Regions from separate parts of the Rattus norvegicus genome. Here region 1 is linked to region 2. Evidence: chromatin contacts called from public Hi-C data. All regions are on one chromosome and are shown on one strand. Each heading gives the region's core, a stretch centred on a gene start, on an enhancer-like site or on the middle of the called end of the contact. The rest is flanking DNA. Distances are from core to core; before and after follow the strand shown.

Region 1 (3,808 bases), core at 538-3,037, 1.1 Mb after region 2:
GAAGAAAAAGGTGACTACAGATGTTCTAGGCCACCCTGGTCTTCAAGCTCTCTTTACCTTGCCTCTCTCCTCTCCTGTGATCCCTGGGTATGCCTCTCCCATGGCCTCTGCTTTAAAAAGACGTGACATTCCTGCATCTCTGTGGAAGACAGACTCCTCCCGTCTTTAAAAGAACAGGGCACGCACGAGCTGTGCCCCCAGCATTTAGCAGATGGCAGGCAGAGTTTGGAGCCCTGTGGAGCTCACACGTGGAGCATCCGGGTGCTGCTCCCCCAGGGTGCTGCTCCCCCACTGCTTATCACATGAGAAGTGTGGTTCGATCGAGCTGCCCTGAGCTTAGATGGGGATAAAGTTGTACCTAATCGTCAGAGATGAGCAATGGCGAGGCAGACAGTAGCTTATATTCCTAGTTACAATCCTAGAGTGAGTACCCTTCACCCGTCCAGTCTTTATTCTTCAATCAGCTAACCTGCAATCGGAAGGAAACAGAGTCCCAACGTAGAAATAGGAAAGGTGACCATTCCAAGCCTTTTCAGGCCATAAGACCCCAACGCTCTCACTTTTCCAATGGAGAAAGTGCTTTCTGGAGAGAAGAGACTTGCCGGGGTTGTATGGGTAGTCCGGGAATCCCACAGGGATCCAGTAGAGTCCTCCCATCAACCCCCGGGGGGCGAAAGTCAGACATAGGGGGTGCGGGGGGGGGGGGTAGAGGAAGGGAGCATCTCACGTTCCTTAATAGGCTGGAGCAGTCCACCCACTCTCAAAACTGGCTCAAGAAGCAGCTAAGAATGGATCTTGAAAACCATTTACGCTCGCCCACCGTGCCTGCCCTCCCATGGACCTTATCCCTGAGGCTCTGAGTCACCTGCTGGGCCCAAGGAACGGAGGTGAGAGTTCAGATGGTCTCTGAATAAGCGCGCGGGGGGGGGGGGGCGGCATTCTGTCAGAAAAGGGGCTCAGAGTGCCAGTCTAATCCATGCCATTCTGACAGACAAGGTTGTGTGTAAGCAGCTTCGGTTTTAAAAGATTAGGAGGCAAGTACTGGAGTGGAAAGAAACCTTACTGAGTCAGTTCCACCGACAGTACCACACTGCCCTCTGCTGGTCAGATGAGAGAAGGCATAGAGGCTGGATGAATCACACTGAGACCCTGTGTGGATCACAGGATTTCTTACCTCCTTTTCTAAGGTGAAACAGAGATACGGGGAGTTATGGAGGGCTGCTTCCATCCTCAGAAACCCATGCTGTCTTCAAGCAACACAGACTTCCCTCAGTGCCTGGCACCAAGGACATCCCCTCCTGACTCTATGTCTTTGCAATGTGCCAGCCTTTGAACCTCTAGTTTCCTATTCCAAAGCCAGTGCTTAGAACCCAGAGCACTCAATATCCTGCATGACTTACTCTGCCTTCTTTGCACTAGAATAAGATGTCATATCTAAACTTGGGGACATTTTCCTTTCCAGTCGCTGAGGACAGCCCCCAGGCTAAGGAAGACACATCCTGCTTGAGCTAAGGGACAAGAAAGGGTCCTCATCTCTGGGATGAACCCAAGGCCCTCGAACTTCCAGAAGCATTGAGCATCAGCTCCATAGCAACCTAGGAAAGAGATAGCAAAGGCCAGAACCCATCCCTGCAGCTTGAGTGTTTTCACCCTGTCCCCATGGTAACAAACCTTCCCCCATGCTCCCATGTCCTGCCCTTTGCACACTGGGTAGTTCAGAGCAGCACACCCTGCAGCTGGCTGACCAGCTTCCAGGCATGGGCTCAACTTGGGCCATAGTTTCCCGAACCCCTGTGCAGACTCAGGAGCCACTGCAGCTGACAGGACTACGTGACAAGAGTGATTCACACACCGCCACCCTGACCATCTTTCTCTCTCTCTTCCTCTCTCTCAGCCATCACAAAAGTCTCAACACAGAGCAGCATTGTCCCCAGGGTCAGGAGGGGCTGGAAACCAAAGGGAACTGAGAAGACAAGCCTGGAAAGGGATGGTTTGCCAGACGACGCATGCGCCTCCTCGTGCCGGCCAAGCCCACTTCCTGCCTGTCTCCAGCTTCATAGCTCAAGTTTATATCTCCATCCCAGAAAACCCACTTGGGCTTGGCTTGTTGGCATCTCCCACTTTCTACTCTCTGCCTCGCCCTGCGTTGCTCTGAAAATTGTGCACAGGCTATTTCCTTTTTCTTCTCCAGCGCATTCTTCTTTAAAGCCTGTAAGATAAAAACAACGTCCTGAAAATGCTGCCTTTAAGGGTGCCCGTCCTCTCTCTTCTGTTCCCTACACCTAACCAAATCTGCTGTGATTGGTCGGTGTGAGCAAGGCCCTCTGCAGCAGGGAGCGATGGTAGATGAAGGAGAATCTGGGGGAGTCTTGATGGGGTATGACAAAGGCAGGGTGATGGTACAGTGACGAATTGGGGACATTACTCCAGTTCTCTCCATAGTCCGTGACTATGACGATTGTCAACCATAGATTGTTGAGAATAAATCTCTAGTTAAATAAACACCGGGGACCAGAAAAGGCCTTAGGAGGCCAAGCATTTCATTCACTGAGAAGCGGATCCTCAGCCAGAGCAGACCAGAGGTTGGCAAATCCGTCTGCACCTGTGCGAAACAGCTCAACTCCTTAGAAAGCTCTTTGGACATCAGCTCAAAAATCTACCCCCAGCACCAAACTGTAAAGGGGGCCAGCCTTCTCCACTCTTCTTGGTATCCGTGCCCTTTATGTGCAGTCTAGACATTTGGAGCTTATGTTACAACTTACTCAGGTTAAATGTGATGCCATGCCATTAACGCGCCTGAGCTCGGAGGGGCTTCTCATTCTCCCCAGATCAAACCCCATCTCCTCTTAAGAAGATGGATAAACAAGGAAAACTGGTTCCTCTTAGCTTCTGCCACCTGTGAGCAAATAAGTGCAGACCACCTGGTGACTGATTGCTGAGAGCTAGGGAACAAACCCCAGCCCAGGGCTGTAGACCCACCCAGCTGAGCCCCATCCAAATTACCAGCTCTCAGAATCACAGACTAAATCCATGACTATTGCTTTTGTCAGTAAATTAATGGGTGTTTACCTACCTACGAAAAAGGAGGAAAGGGATACATCCCATCTAAGCCCCCTACGGCTGTGCTAGATACAGAAGAGTCTTGTCCCTCCTGTGTGAGGAGGGCCCTTTAAATAGGAAAGTAAGTCTCTTTGCCTCTAAGTCTCAGCATGGCTCCTGGGGGGGGGGTCATCCAAGCTAGCTCCCTCCTCGAAGGAAAAGTCATGCACCCAGGTGGCCTTTACCCTTTCCACTACTTAGTGCCTGCCCAGTAGCAACATCAGAAGAATTCCTCCGGTGTCAGCATCCTCCAGTGACACCCTGTCCACCTCGAGGGGCACTCTGACTATCCCAGAACTCCAAGAGTCCAATCTCTCAGCACATGTAATTGGAAATTAAGAGACGTGGAAAAACTGAGTTGAGGAGGGCACCAAACTCACCATAAAAACATTGAAATCGATTAATCCTCAAAGCCACCTTCTGACCCAAATCTAAACTGCCCAGAAAATCTCCCAAACAAATGTGGTTAAGCAGGCTTCCCATAGAGGCTTGCCCCATGGCCAGAACAAGGGAGGAGCCAGGGGCTGGCTTCCAGCATCCACTCCACATGGAGTCAACATGGCACACTGGACTTGGGCTTGGGGTCTGAAGAGGAAGGTCATCGGCCCCACCACAGGAGCCAGTGCAGACCATGGCAGCATCCCTCAGAACCAGGCCCAGCAGGAAGCAGTGTGGTGGGGAACGGCCGGCTGCCATCAGTGAGGTTGTC
Region 2 (3,631 bases), core at 913-3,412:
ATGTTCTGAAATTCTCCTGTTCATCACCCATCCACCACCCTTACGTCACTCAGGACCAATCAGCTTGAAGGTTAGCTGATAGTACTTTGCCTACTAAGTCAATGGCTCCTCTCCTTGCCCTTTAAACTTCTGAACCTGGTTTCCTCTACAAAAAGCCTGCCCTGAGAGCAGACTAGTACCGCAATTAGGCATCTGAGTGTGTTTTGCAGCCCTGAACATTCAGTAATAAGATGTGCGTTCAATAAACTATTCTTGCTTAACTGAGATCAGTGTTCGTGTGGTTTGAGTGGCGATTCCTGAACCCCAACAAGAGCACAAGTGAAATGGAACACTGAAGCAGACTGTCCCCATGTCACCTTTCAGACAGTGCCATCTGGCGTCGTCATTGCTGTATCTGCTGCTGCTGAGCACCTGTGATCCTCTCAGCCTAGAACTCAGCTCCTGAAGGAACTCAAGGCTTGATTCAGCCACTTCTCCACAGAAGTAAAGATACAAAATACATGCCTGCCCGAAAGCTGCTTTCAACATAATTGTGAAGAGACAAAAACACACAAGAAATCATTTCAGGTAGTTGATATTTAGTTGTGTGAAATGAAACTACTCATTACTGGAGTTCCGACTGGGAATACGGTGAGGTAATGTCACAGTGCCTACTGGCATTCTCCTACATTCTTGTTCCACAGCTAGCCAAGCTTTGTGTTTCCTGGCCATCCCATGAAAAAAGGCAGCAAAACTTTTTTTAAATTTAAAGGCAGGGTTTCTGTTTAGCCCTGGCTGTCTAGGCCTTGTTGATGGCCTTGAACTCACAGAGATCCACTTTCCTCTTCCTCCTGATTGCTAGGATCGAAAACATCTACCATCACCACCCAGCCAACAAACAATATTATTTCTTCACGTAGAACACACTTTAAAAAGTTTTATGCCACATGGGGTCTACATAGTGATTTCTAAGACGGCCAGAGATAGAGAGAAACCCTGGCTCAAAATCAAATACCCCCCCCCCCAAAAAAAAAAAACCAAAACATTTACTTCCTTCCTGTCCTGAATGTGAAAAGGGACTTCCTGACTTATCCCTTGGAGAGAACTCAGAGGAAGATAATAGTTGAGGATCACAGAGTGTTGGAATTTAAGGTTTCAACACTTGGACCAGGAATCTGATTACTGGGCCAGCGAATGGTTTCAGAAATGAATAGGAAACCCCAGTCAGGACTGAGGGGCCAAACGGAAGGCAAAACTGGAATGATTGTTAACTCATCCCAGCCTCAAAATTACACTTTTCTTACTTTTGAACAATTTTATTTCATTATTTTGTGTGTGGTGTTCTGCCTGCACATAAGGACTGTGCACCATGTGTGTGTCTGGTACTCAGAAAGTGAACTGCTTGTGGGGCTGAGAATCCAACCATAACGTTCCTAACTGCTGAAACCACCTCAAAGCTAACCACATTTTTCTTAGAATTCCAGATCTCTAAGTTCCTAATGCCCTGACTAGTTAATACAGTTCATGTTGTAGTGATCCCCCGCCAAGCATAAAATTAGTTTCCTTTCTACTTCATAACTGTAATTTTGCTACTGTTATGAACTGTAAATATCTGTGTTTTCTAGTGGTCTTATGTGATTCCCTGTGAAAGGGTGGCTCGATCAGAAAGGGGTTGAGAACCACCGCTCTAGGGTCTTGGACTCAGGTAGACCCTCTTCCTTACCTTATCCCCAGAACTCTGATCAGCAACACTTTGTGAGATTTCGTAATTGTGACGAATATGACTGTCTCCCAGCTGAACTGAAAATTGGCCTAGGAGCGGATCCTAGGTTTTTACTATGGTCAGCATCTGGCACCGGGCCTGACGAATTTCAGAAATATAATATAGTGGGAAGGCAATGAGACTTAGTCACAAACATTATGCTTTAAACACTTAAAGGAAAGTCACCTAAAACCTCGCGAACAGAACGGAAGAAATCACACCTGTTCTGTAGAACTTTGGTGTATGTGTAATCTAAGAAGGGTGGGCTTCCAGCTAGTGAACGACTTCTAAGCATCTAAACATTCCCCAGCGTACCGCCAGGAGACAGCGAATAGACCTCTAGAACACCGAGTTCGCGTCCTAGAGAGGATGCTTACGTCACTTCCGCTCGCCGGTCTAAAACCGCGCATGCCCGTTGCGTCTCTTCCTCTTCGGGCTTGGGCTTCGGTTCCGGCGACATGGTGAGTTTTTGCGTAACTGCTTTGGAAGTCGCTATCCATCTGCATCTGCCGTTCTCTCCGGCTTCCCGCCCTCACTCCCCTCGGGTAGTCTGTGCCGTCCGGTGTCCTGTCTGCTGTCGGGACTCTCGTGTTGTCTGGAGTTCCGTACGCTGCCGGAGGCGGCTCGATGGGACTTGGCCCAGCGCCGCTCCGGAGCCTTGCGCTCCCGGTGCATGCTGTTCTTGGTGGCTGAGCTTGAGGGGAACTAGGTTCCAGCTGAGTTTGTGTTAAGCGGCGTGTTGGCGTGCACAAACTGGCTTCCTGTCGCTAAATGTCACTGGTCCATTTGTTTCTCTGTCCTCAGGCTAAACGCACCAAGAAGGTCGGGATCGTCGGAAAATACGGGACCCGCTATGGTGCCTCCCTCCGGAAAATGGTGAAGAAAATTGAAATCAGCCAGCACGCTAAGTACACTTGCTCCTTCTGTGGCAAGGTAAGTCGCCTCCGGCTGGGGAGGAGGGTGCGATTGCTCGTGAGCCAAGGCTGTTGGGAAGCCGCTGGCCCAGTGTGAGATAACGAGGGTTTGGGGTTACTTTTTGTGAAGCATTCTTTGTTTACATGGAATTACTAAGGAACTTAAGGATGAATGGTTTGGAGAGGGAAAGGGCAGTATTCTGAACGACCATTCGTAGGGAGTGATAGCTGTGTTAACAAGTCTGTACCAGCCCACAAGAGGTTTGTGTAGCCTGTAAAATCCTGCTTGGGTTACTAGAACTTAACTATTTTCCATGTGGATAAGCTGGCTTTTGCATAGTTTATGCTCTGGAAGCCTCAGGGATTTATGTTTTACATATTTCATAACAAGTTTTTTTTTTTTTTAAATACAGACCAAGATGAAGAGACGAGCCGTTGGCATCTGGCATTGTGGTTCCTGCATGAAAACAGTGGCCGGTGGGGCCTGGACCTACAAGTGAGTGTTTTTCTTTGTGGTGTAGGAAAGTCTATGGACCGCACAGCTGTTGTTCCAGGTCTGGCACATGTTGGACTAGTTTCAGTTTTATGATTGGTAAAGCAAATAGGCTTTTGGGTTTGTCAGGGCTGCAGAGTGGAACCCTGTCTCAAAAAACGAGGTTATGGTTTCTCTACATTAAAATGGAGATTCTCCTATTCCTTTGAGTTGTACAGTCAACTAGGGTCTTTGGAACTGGAAAATTATGGTTTGTCTAAGTCCATTGGCGTTTGTACCGAACTTGAACACTGCAAGTTAATGAGGTTGGTAGAAAGATTTGAGGCTATTTGGGCATATTTAGTGCTGTGACTCTGACAGAACCAGGTGAGATGCTGAGATGAAGCCTCCTGTCTGTCATTGTTTGCTTTGTTCTTAAGAGCTTTAGCATTTCCAAATTAACCAACAGCTGCTCTTGAGTGTGGCTAGTGGCTAAGAAGTTGA

The links. Hi-C and Micro-C count contacts between places; a contact is called where the count stands out from the background.
Region 1: a contact with region 2 is called in a Hi-C map of Schwann cells, with 7 times the contacts expected there. The contact joins the enhancer-like site here to the promoter of Rpl37a in region 2. A contact is called at or near these places in 10 of 12 Hi-C or Micro-C datasets (the A7r5 cell line, Schwann cells, frontal cortex and 6 more).

Annotation. Positions count from the first base shown.
Region 1 is chr9:82,867,879-82,871,686 of GRCr8, forward strand. No RefSeq gene overlaps it. Among named protein-coding and RNA genes, the nearest start is that of Tns1, 280 kb to the right of the region's middle. Within about 2 kb of position 1,788, at least 5 of the 93 cell types and tissues checked have an H3K27ac peak or open chromatin away from gene starts, as enhancers often do. A contact at or near this core is called in Schwann cells, where this site is marked.
Region 2 is chr9:81,745,929-81,749,559 of GRCr8, forward strand. Rpl37a (ribosomal protein L37A) reads left to right here and starts at 2,163. Exons shown (of 4, transcript NM_001205318.2): 1 at 2,163-2,202; 2 at 2,546-2,674; 3 at 3,069-3,151. The coding sequence starts at 2,200.